2 separate regions of the Sus scrofa genome follow, and region 1 is linked to region 2. A link is a contact called in public HiChIP or PLAC-seq data. All regions are on one chromosome and are shown on one strand. The core of a region is the stretch at or near the end of the contact, and the rest is flanking DNA. Distances in the headings are between cores, read along the strand shown. Region 1 holds the start of TNFSF14 (TNF superfamily member 14). Region 2 holds the start of C3 (complement C3).

The links. HiChIP or PLAC-seq counts read pairs in DNA pulled down with a chosen protein or histone mark.
Region 1: an H3K27ac HiChIP or PLAC-seq map of alveolar macrophages shows a contact between it and region 2. The contact joins the promoter of TNFSF14 here to the promoter of C3 in region 2. A contact is called at or near these places in 1 of 5 promoter capture datasets (liver), 8 of 47 Hi-C or Micro-C datasets (alveolar macrophages, blood, embryonic fibroblasts and 4 more) and 1 of 2 datasets of contacts at active chromatin or transcription factors (alveolar macrophages).

Annotation. Positions count from the first base shown.
Region 1 is chr2:72,476,188-72,481,921 of Sscrofa11.1, forward strand. It overlaps TNFSF14 (TNF superfamily member 14), which reads left to right and starts at 3,143. Exons shown (of 4, transcript NM_001260482.1): 1 at 3,143-3,361; 2 at 4,888-4,924; 3 at 5,189-5,230. The coding sequence starts at 3,143.
Region 2 is chr2:72,427,281-72,433,013 of Sscrofa11.1, forward strand. It overlaps C3 (complement C3), which reads left to right and starts at 4,213. Exons shown (of 41, transcript NM_214009.1): 1 at 4,213-4,349; 2 at 5,063-5,255. The coding sequence starts at 4,276. It overlaps GPR108 (protein GPR108), which reads left to right. Exons shown (of 18, transcript XM_021083982.1): 18 at 1-344.

The sequences.
Region 1 (5,734 bases), core at 1,893-4,392, 48 kb after region 2:
CCATGATGTGGATGAACCCGGAAAACATTATGCTCAGTGAATGAAGCCAGACACAAAAGACCACTGGTATGTTTGTTTGTTTGTTTGTTTGTTTGTTTTTTAAATGTCCAGAACATGTAAATGCATAGAGCAAGATAGACTAGTGGTTGCCAGGGTCTTGTAGGGTTGGGGGTTGAGGAGTGACTGCTTAATGGTTATAAAGCTTGCTTTTTGTGTGTATGGCTGTGTCCATGCTGTGTGGAAGTTCCCAGCCCAGGGAACAGCAGTAGCCTGAGCTACAGCAGTGACAACATGGAATCTTAACTGCCAGGTCACCAGGGAACTCTCTATAAGGCTTACTTTTGAGGCATTGAAGTTCTTAGGAACTAGATAGAGTTACACAACATTGTAAATGCATGAAATGACACTGAGTGGCTCACTTTAAAATGGTTCATTTTATATTGTATGAATTTACCTCAATAAAATAAAATAAATAAGCAAAGTCACACCAGCTCTAGAATTCACTACAGAATGAATTATAAGGTGGCAAAAATAAAGCAGGATGTCCAGTTGGGAAGCTACTGCAACAGTCCAAGCAAAGCAGTGATGGGTGCCTTAGTGTCTTGGTCCATTTGGGCTGCTATAACAAGATACCAATTGAGTAGCTTAAACAACAGACATTTATTTCTCATAGTTCTAGAGGCTGGAAGCCTGAGATTGGGGTGCCTACCTGGCTGAGTTCCGGTGAGAGCCCTCTTCCTGTCTTGTACATGGCCTCCTTCTCTCTGTGTCCTTACATGGCAGAGAGGGAGAGAGGGCATATCTCACATCTCACCTTATAAGGGCACTAATCCCATTGAGGAAGGCTCTACCCTAGTGCCTCAGCACCTCCCAAAGGCCCCACCCTTAAATACAATTACACTGGGGATTAGGGCATCAATAAATCAATTTGGGGTGTCACAAACATTCAGTCCAAAGCACTTAGCGAGGGTGGTAGCAGTGGGGATGGAAACAGGTGGCTGGATTTGAGATCTGGTTTAGAGGTTGAATCAAAGGGCTTGCTGAAACATAAGGCAAAGCACCATAAAACTCCTAGAAGAGAATATAGGCAAAACATTCTCTGACTTAAACTGGTACAGATGTTTTCTTAGGTCAGTCTCCTAAGGCAATAGAAACAAAACCAAAAATAAACAAATGGGACCTAATCAAACTTACAAGCTTTGCACAGCAAAGGAAATCATTAAAAACAACAACAACAACAACAATGAAAAGACAACCTATGGATAGTTGCAAATGATGTAGTGGACCAGGGCTTAATCTCCAAAATATACAAAGAACTCATACAACTCAAAAACAACAACAAAAAACCCAACTGAAACAAAACAAAAAAAACAATTGAAAAATGGTCAGAAGACCTAAATAGATATTTCTCCAAAGAAGACATCCAGATGACCAGTAGGCACATGAAAAAATGTTCAACATCACTAATTAATAGAGAAATGCAAATCAAAACCATAATGAAGTACCACTTCACAACAGTCACAATGACCACCATTAATAAGTCTACAAATAGCAAATGCTGAAGAGGCTGTGGGGAAAGGGAATCCTCCTACACTGCTGGTGAGAATGTAAATTGGTACAACCACTATGGAAAACAGTGTGGAATTTCCTCAGAAAACTGAATGCAGAACTACCATATGATCCAGCAATTCTACTCCTGGGCAAACATCCAGACAAAACTGCAATTCGATTGCACCCCTATGTTCATAGCAGCACTAGTCACAAAGCCAAGACAGGAAACAACCTACATGTGCATCAACAGATGAATGGATAAAGAAGATGTGGTACATATATACAACAATACTACTCAGCCATAATGAAGAACAAAATAATGCCATTCACAGCAAGATTGGTACAACTAGAGATTCTCATACTAAGTGAAGTAAGTCAGAAAGAGAAAGACAAATGCCATAGGATTTCACTTACGTGTGGAACCTAAAATATGACACAAATGAACAAACCTATCTATGAAACAGAAACAGACTCATGGACAAGGAAAACAGACTGGTGGTTGCCAAGGGTTGGAATGTGAGGTTGGGGTTCGCAGATGCAAACTATTCCACTTAGAATGGATAAGCAATGAGGTCCTGCTGTACAGCACAGGGAACAATATCCAATCACTTGTGATAGAATATGATGGAAGATAAGAAAAGGAATGTATCCAAATGTATGACTGGGTCACTTTGCTGTACAGCAGAAATTGGCACAACACTGTAAATCAACCATACTTTAATTAAAAAATACATGACATTTAGGATTAAAAAGAGGGGGCTTATTGAGGGTAGGATGTAGTGACAGGGCAGAGGGAGGAGTTCAGGATGACTCTAGGCTTTGAGCTTTGCTACTGGGTGGACACTGGTTCCGCCCTCTGACTGTGAGTTGCAATCAAAACGTGCATGAATGCACACACAGGTGCATGCAGATATGCAAGACACTCAAGCACATGCACAGATATGCCTGCACCTGCACACACCTGCATACACACACCTGCATGCACACATGCATAGCATACCCATGTTCAATGCATTGCACACAATGCACACACCTGTATACACATCCATACACACAAACCACTCATAGATTTCCCACTGCTCTGATCACCGTCTCAAACACTTTATAGTGTTTTCACATTTCTTAGGCTTACCTTCCTCACCCTGCCAGACTAGGAGCTACGAAAGGCCAAGCACTTTGGTCTCCCTTGTTCACGGCTGTGCCCCCAAACCTAGAACAGTGCCTGGCACACAGGAGGTTCTCAATAACTATATGGTAACCGTGCAGATGACAAGGCCAGAAGGGAGGGCAGGGGCCTTCCTTCTCCCGCCTCCACCTGAGTCACATCTTCAAGTGCCTCAGGATGGTGTGAGAGATCTTATGAGTGAGAGTGAGATGGGGCTGGGCCAGGGGTTTGGGGACAGGAAGAAGAGGGTGAGTGGGGAAAGGGGAGGGGCTGAGCCCCAGCTCTAAAGGCAGCCCCAGGGACCCACGGGCGCCTGTCTGCAGTGCGAGAAGCCCAGGAGGGTTGGGCAATCGTGGTTTCCTCCCAGCCCACAGGACACAGCTTTGCCAGCCCAGCCCCAGGCATCTTGGCCTCGTCCGCTCTGGCATGGAGGAGACAGTCGTGCGGCCCTCCGTGTTCGTGGTGGATGGACAGACGGACATCCCATTCACGAGGCTGGGGCGCAGCCGCCAGAGACAGCCCTGCAGCGCTGCCCGGCTAGGTCTGGGCTTCCTGCTACTGCTGCTGGCAGCCGGACTGGCCATCCAGGGCTGGTTCCTGCTGCAGCTGCACTGGCGCCTGGAGGCCATGGCCCACCCCCTGCAGGTAAGTGGTACTGGGGTCCTGAAGCCGGTGGGTCCCCTGTGTCACTGTGCATTTCTGCGTGTGTGCATGTGTGTGTGTGTTCAGGACAGAAGACAGACTAAGAGCAGCCCAGGGTAAGTTAATTCACCTCTCTGAACCTCAATTTCCTCATCTGTAGAATGGGCCTGATAATCAGTGTCCTCATAGGGAATAAAATATAATGTGCATGGGTGCCTGGCTGGCCCACAGCAAGCATTCAACCAATGGGAACTGACATTTTTTTTAAAAAAAATTGAGATATAGTTGGTATAGAACATTGTGCGATTTTTAAGGTGTATAGCATAATGACTTGATACACTGACACTACAATAGGGTTGCCATGGCAGGAGTTCCCATTGTGGTTCAGTGGGTTAAAACCCCACTAATATCCTTGAGAATGCAGGTTGGCTCCCTGGCCTCCATCAGTGGGTTAAGGATCCAGCATTGCTGTGAGCTGTGGTGCAGGCTGGCAGCTGCAGCTCTGACTTGACCCCTAGATTGGAAACTTCCATATGCACCCCCCCAAAAAAAATTGGGTTGCCATGGTAGCTTTATGGTGTCACATAATTACCATTTCTTCTAGTGGTGGGAACACATAAAATCTAATTTAATGTTGAAACACAGTTTATGTTTAAGTTGAATGTTTATAACACAGTTCTGTGGTCTGTAACCCCTGGAAACCACATTCTGATATGGCTGATTGTTATCAGCCATACCCTGATCACCCTTTTTTGGGGCTGTTACTAGTCCATGTTGTCCAAGTCTATGAAAATCTCTTCCTCAGTTTCCCGCTGGCTGTGGAGGTCTCTGCCTGTCTGTCTGCCAGACCTGCAGGTCTGCGTGTCCCACGATGTGTCCACATGGTCTTGGCCTTTTTGTGCTTCCAAGCCCTTTCTCCTCATGGCTGGATCTGATGGCCACAGGCCCATGTGGACCTGTGCCGCTCTCCTGCCTACGTGGACCCACATGTCTACACTCTAGCCCGTCGACAGCCCATGTGCGTTGACGTTGCATGTCTGCACTTCTAAGGGTCTCTGTGCACAGTCCCACATGGCTCCATAAACCCGTGCTTCCATGTATCTGCCTCCACCCGTGTCTTGGTATGTCACCTAAGTGTCCAGATCTGGGCCCAGTGTCATGTGTCCACATCCACCATGGGTTAGCAACTAGGTCCAAGTGTCCAGCCATCCGGGGGTCCACGTGTCTTTGATAGCACTTTTTTAATAAATCCTTCCGTGGCGCTGGCTACGTGCCAGGGGCTGTAATTCACTTTTCATATGTAAATGTGCTGAATCCTCAGCAGGCACTTTTCATGCATCCATTTACAGAGAGGAAAACAGGCACTGGGTGGTTACTAGCGAGCTGAGCGGTGGGGGTGAGGGGGCCGGGCGAGGGGGAAGCGTGCACGTGGCCTTGGATATGTCTGAGGAGGGTGTCTGTGTGCATGTCTGCATGTGTCTCTCAGTGGGCCCTGCAGATGCTCACCGTGGGCTGCTCTGCACTTTCAGGACAGAGGTGCAGGATCCTGGGAGCAGCTGATGCAAGGTGAGTCAGGGTCCCGGTCCCGGAAAGGGGGTGGGATCGTTCCCACGCTGCCCCCACCCCCTCAGCCCATTGCCCAATGTGATTTGCACAACCAGCCCAAACCCCACAGACGCCCGTCCCTCAGGCCGGAGAAGCAGAAGTTTGGGTTGTTCCGGAAAGGGTGGGGTTGACACCAGGAGGTGGACTTGATGACCTCGCACTCTGGGAGGCTGGCCCTTACCCCCTCACTGCCTTCACCTCTGACCCCTGACCCTCTCTCCCCAGAGCGGAGGCCCCAGCAGGCCAATCCGGCAGCGCACCTCACAGGTGAGGGGGACCCCATGTCTTGGCATGGGGTGGGGATCAGCACATCCTGGGGAGATCAGATAGACACCCCCAACAGGTCAGAGTATTCCTTTGCTAATACAGTAATTACTCACAGCGCTGCCCAGAGCACAGGCACTGCCTAGGTCTGTGAGTTTCTAATTGCATTTATTGAATAAACCCTTTTGCGGGGCTTACTCTGAGCCACGCGATGTGATGTGCTTTATATATGTTCATTCATTAAGTCCTTAGCGAGTACAGCTCATATCTCCATTATTCATTTATTTTTTCTTTTAGGGCTGCACCACCCATGGCATATGGAGGTTCCCAGGCTAGGGGTCCAATCGGAGCAGACGCTGCCAGCCTACCCCACAGCAAGACCCGAAAGAGGCCAGGGATCGAACCCACGTCCTGATAGATACTAGTTGGGTTTGTTAACCATCGAGCCACCAAGGGAACTCCTCACATTTCTATTTTAAGGAGAAGGAGCCTGAGGCACACAGACGT
Region 2 (5,733 bases), core at 2,963-5,462:
GAGTAATATTGCATCGCATATGTGTAAAAACATCTTTATCCATTCCTCTGTCAATGGACATTTAGCTTGCTTCCATGTTTTGGCTCTTCGGAAGATAGTGCTGCTTTGAACATTCAGATGCAAGTGTCTTTCAAATTAGGGTTTCTCCAGATATATGGCCAGGAAGTGGGAGTGCAGGATCATATGGTGATTCTATATTTTTTTAAGGAAACTCCATACAGTTATCACACTAAGTGAAGTAAGCCAGACTGAGAAAGACAAATATCATATGATATTGCTTATATGTAGAATCTAAAAAGAAAAAAAGGAACTATTTGTATTATGTAATACAAAACAGAAATAGACCCACAGACATAGAAAACAAACTTACGGTTGCCAAAGGGGAAAGGGGGGGAGGGATAAATTAGAAGTTTGGCATTGAGAGATACACACTATTTTACATAAAATATATAACCAACAAGGTCCTATTGTATAGCACAGGGAATTATGCTCAATATCTTGTAATAACCTATAATAGAAAAGAATCTGAAAAGGTATATATTTATATATATAGAGAGAAAGGGGAATAAGAAATATACACACATATACATGTTTCATATAAATATATATATATATACACACACACACATCACTTTGCTGCCCAGCTGGAACAAACACAATATTGTAAATCAACTATATTTCAATTTTAAAAATAAATACATAAAAAATAAAAAGTGAAAAAAATGGCTTTCTTCTTTCTTTCTTTCTTTCTTTTTTTTTTTTTTTTTTTTTTGGCTGCACCCTTGGCATACAGAAGTTTCTGGGCCAGGGATTGAATCCAGTAAAGTGGCATTGTTATAGAAAAAAACCTCTGGCCCTTGGTCCTCCAAGGCGGGGGTCCCTGGTGCCCAGGCCTCTGCTTACGTATATGCGAGGGTGAGGGGAAGGAGCCAGAGGGCAGATGGATTGGTTTGACCGGGTCAAGGTTACCTACAAGTTAATAAATAATGAGCTGGGAGAAGGGGGGGCAGGTGGTTGGGGGCCTGGATGTGGGTCGTGGAGGGAAATTCCCAGAAAGCATGTGGCAAGGACCCCATCCTGGAATGGCCATAGGCCGGGGAGGCTGGGGGGGGAGGGGTCCCTGCTGCTCCCAGGCTTGGCCACGCCCGTGTGAGGCAAGGGTGGGGTTGGGGTGCAGCCAGGAGATAACAAGACAGGCAGCCCTGGGCTCCCCTTGCCTAGAAATCATGCCCACTTCCCTTCCTTTCTTCTCTCCTGCACTCCAGCTAGTGTTCCCAGATAAAATGCAGAATGCCTGGCTAAACTTGAATTTCAGATAAACAACAGATTATTTCATTGATCTAAAAATGTCGCAGAGGAGTTCCCATTGTAATTCAGTGGGTTAAGAACCCGACTAGTATTCATGAAGATGCGGATTCAATCCCTGGCCTTGCTCATTGGGTCAAGGATCCAGCATTGCCACAAGCTGTAGTGGAGGAGGGAGATGTAGCTTGGATCCAGTGTGGCTGTGGCTGTGAGGTAGGCCAGCAGCTGCAGCTGTGATTCAACCCCTAGCCTGGGAATTTCCACATGCTGCAGGTGCAGGCCTAAAAAGACAAAAAAAAAAAAAAAAAAAAAAAAAGTCTCAGACATCCCACTTAGGACCAGCTCAGGCAGCCTCACACTCCCTCCATCCATACCATGAACGCCTCCTTCCTCCCTCCTCTGTCCACTTATTTTGCCCCCCCACCCCCCTTCCCCAAACTTCTGATCACAAATGTCCATTTCCCAGGAAAAAACCCTGGGGAATTCCTCCTCTCGCTCCTCCCCACCCCAGGAGACATTTCTCCACGTTCCCCTCCATTCCTCGGGTCACTCCCTCCAGATCAGGGCCAGGACTCTTCCCAGACTCCCACTGCCATGCAAATAAGCCTTCCCTGCAAGCCCAGGGCTCCGAGACATCTGGGTTCCCTGAATTGTCAAACAGCAGGAACTACCATCAGGCCCATTGCTCAGATGGACCCACTGAGGGGCTGAGGGAAAAGGAGTCAGCCTCTCAAGTCTAGCAGGAATTCCTTCTCCAGGCTCTCAAATCACAGAGCTCCAATGCTTAAGGCTATAATGAAACCAGGAAATGGGGTGGATATTTTGGCAGGAGGACAGAGGAGGAAGATAAGATATGGGGGGTTGGGGGGTCCTGGCAGGTGTGCCCCCATCCCAGTTTCAGAAGTTGAACCCTGATTCTGGAGAGTAATCAGGTATTTGCCTCACCCTCCTCCTTGTCTTCCAAAGAAAGGGTGTCGCAATCAGAGCAGACAGAGGCCAGGTTTGTTCTATTTCTCCACACCTCCCCCCACTCGGGGCGGGGGGCATCGCCAGGAACAAGCGTGGTTTACAGGAAATCAGAGCAAATTCCCCATTAACCCCTTCCAGGGAGCTTTGGAAACCAGCTCTCCAGGATCTGGATTCCCCCCTCCTACCCCTTCCATCACCGCCCCCCCCCCCATGCTCAACTGAAAGTCAAATCAAAATCCAATTAAAACGACACTGAGGCAAAAATCCAAACTTTTGCCCCCCCAAGGGGAAATTGGCAGTTTTGTGCAGGGCTGGCAAGTATGCAAATCAATATAATTATGGACAGGAACCGAATGATATCTAGCGAGATTACTGTTGATCCAGAGTTATCCCATTGCGGCAAGAACCCTTTGAAGTGGCTGCTGTTATAACCCCACTTTACATGAGGAAACCGAGGGGCAAGTGGTTATCAGTAACTTGCTCAAAGTTTACCACTGAACAATCTGGAGGGAGCATGCTCTGTAACAATAACCATCTGTCTGTCCATTAAGAAGTGGCTGCTTGCTTCCACAATGTAATGTGAGGCCATTGCCTGTGAGAACAAGGAAGCTCTCTGTGCACTGATATGAAATGATATCTGAGGTATATTGTTTATGAAAAAGCAGGTATAACCCAGGAAGAATAGTGTGTAGAGCTTGCTAATATGTGTTTTTAAAATGTGTGAACATTTGTAAACCTGAGATTTGGTTCCATGGTCCTGTCTGAGACCTGGATGGTTAGCAACAGGAGTGAGAAGAAGATTGTTTTTCCCTGTATGTGCACTTTTTTTTGTTTGTTTGTTTTGTTTTGCTTTTTAGGGCCACACCTGCAGCATATGGACATTCCCAGGCTAGGGGCTGAATCAGAGCTATGACTGCCAGCCTACGCCACAGTCACAACAATGCAGGATTTGAGCTACATCTGCGACCTACACCACAGCTCACAGCAACGCTGAATCCTTAACCCCCTGAGTGAGGCCAGGGGTCGAACCTGCAACCTCATGGCTCCTAGACGGATTCCACTGCACCACCATGGAAACACCTGTGGATGCACTTTTACCTTTTAGATGTTGAACCGTATGAATATAATACCTGTTCATATGCAAAAAATTACATACAATTTTTAATAATAATAATAATATCCTAAGAAGATGTTGATGCAACATAAAAGCTAGCAATAGGACCTCCCTTGATTATGACTTTTATAAAAAAAATCATAGCTACTCAGGCCTCCTGGCAAGAGTAGGTGAAGGGAGCTCCAGGCTCTCCATGCCCTAGAAAGCATTCTCATATGGATAGTGAACTCCTATATATTCGTCAAAGCCCAGCTGAAATGTCCCCTCCTCCAAGAAGATTTCCCTGACCCTCCAAGAAGCTGAGTTCTTCTCCACCAGGGAAGACACTCCATGGGGCTAGGAGTGTTGGTGCTGGACTCTGTCTCCCACCCCCACCCCAGCATGGAAGACTCTGGAAGTGGGACTCTTGCTGCCAGCATCGACTTGAATTCACAGGAAGGGTTTGGTTAATAAGTGCATGGCCAAAAGTGGACTGAGAGCCAGGTGCAGATATCGGGGAAGGGGGGCAGGCACTATCTGGGGAAGAGAGAATAATTTTCCTCCACTACAAAGTGGGTATAGCAGGGACAGGTCCCCATTCACCAGCCAGCCTTGACCATGAGAGAGGCCAGGGCAGGAGGCTGTTGTATTCTTGTTGCAGGAGGACGTGCCCTTAGGTTATTTTCCCCAGGACTGTGATGGCCACACAGATTGAAAAACTTTGGAAATGACATTGAGAAATCTGGGGCAGCCCCAGGGAGGGGGGAGGCCACAGGGAGTGGAGGGCTGGGCTGAAGAGGGGGAAAAGCAGCTGCCAGATAAAAGGCAGCCTCCAGCAGCCTCTGCTCACTTCCCCCCCACCCCCGTCCTTTCCCTCTGTCCCTTTGTCCCTCCACCGTCCCTCCATCATGGGGTCCACCTCGGGTCCCAGGCTGCTGCTGCTGCTCCTGACCAGCCTCCCCCTAGCCCTGGGGGATCCCATGTGAGTAATCACAACCCCAACCCCCAAACAAGGCTGCTTCTGCATTGGGAGTGGGCACTTGTGAGTATAGGTCTCTGCAGGTTTAGGGTGCATGTACGGTGCTGGTTGATTCTGTGGCTTGTGATGAGGTTGGGGTGAGTCTCAGAAGTTGGGGTTGGGTGAGTCTCAGAAGTTTGGACTCCATAGGATCTGGGAGTTTGTAGTTTTAGCATTTAGGAGTTTCAGAGATGCGGTTTGGATGTATGTGGCTGAGGGGATGGATTGGGTTGTATTTATAGGTCTGGGGTGCTAGAGGTTTAGGAGGCTGTTTAGGGTGTTCCAGGGTTTGGGTATTTAGAGACTTGAGGTATTTAAAGATTTAGGAGTTCTGACCTTGGAGCAGTGGGTTAAGAATTCGACTGCAGAGGCCAGGGTCGCTGATCCGGTGCGACCATAAAATGATAAAAAATAAATAAACGATTAAAAAAAAGATTGAAGGGTTGAGACTTCTGGAATTTGTGGGTTTGATTGTGGGCTTGGAAGTCCATCGTCTTGGAGGAATTGGTTCTGATTTTGAGGTTCAGGAATTGATGGGATCTGAAGCCCCCAAGCTGTCCTCCAGTCATCGGATCCCCCGCAGGGCTAGGGGCTGGGGCAGAGCGCTGACCCTGGGGGTGCCTAGCATCTCGTGCCCCTGGGATGACAGCTCTACGCCTCGTCCTCCCCTCCCGCAGTTACACCATAATCACCCCCAACGTCCTGCGTCTGGAGAGTGAGGAGATGGTGGTGTTGGAGGCCCACGAAGGGCAAGGGGATATTCGGGTTTCGGTCACCGTCCATGACTTCCCGGCCAAGAGACAGGTGCTGTCCAGCGAGACCACGACGCTGAACAACGCCAACAACTACCTGAGCACCGTCAACATCAAGGTGGGCGCGCTCAACAGCCGGACCGCTGAAGCCCCACCCCTTCTTTGAGTCCTCTTGGTAGCTGAGCCCCTCCTCCCTTTCTGAGCCCCACCCACCCTGCCTGAGCCCCGCCCCTTCTGTCTGAGTGTCTCCATTCTGAACCCCGCCCCTCTGAGTCTCCTCCCCTTCGGAGCCCTTCCCCTTTTGGAGTCCGGGTCACTTTTTGGAGCCCCCTCCCACTCTCTCATCCCGGTCTTTCTCTGAGTGTCCCCACCTTCTGAGCCCTCGTCTTTCTCTCAGCCCGGCCCCCTTCCAAGCCCCACCATGTCTGAGCCCTTCCCCATTTCTGACCCCTCCCCTCCAACCCTCCTCCCTAAGTCCTTTCTTCTTTTAGAACCCGTCCCCTCTCCGAGTCTCCTCCCCTTTCTGAACCCCCTACCCCTTCTGAGCCCTCCTTCCGCTAAGCCCCCTGCCTGAATCCCCCTTCCCATCCCTCCCT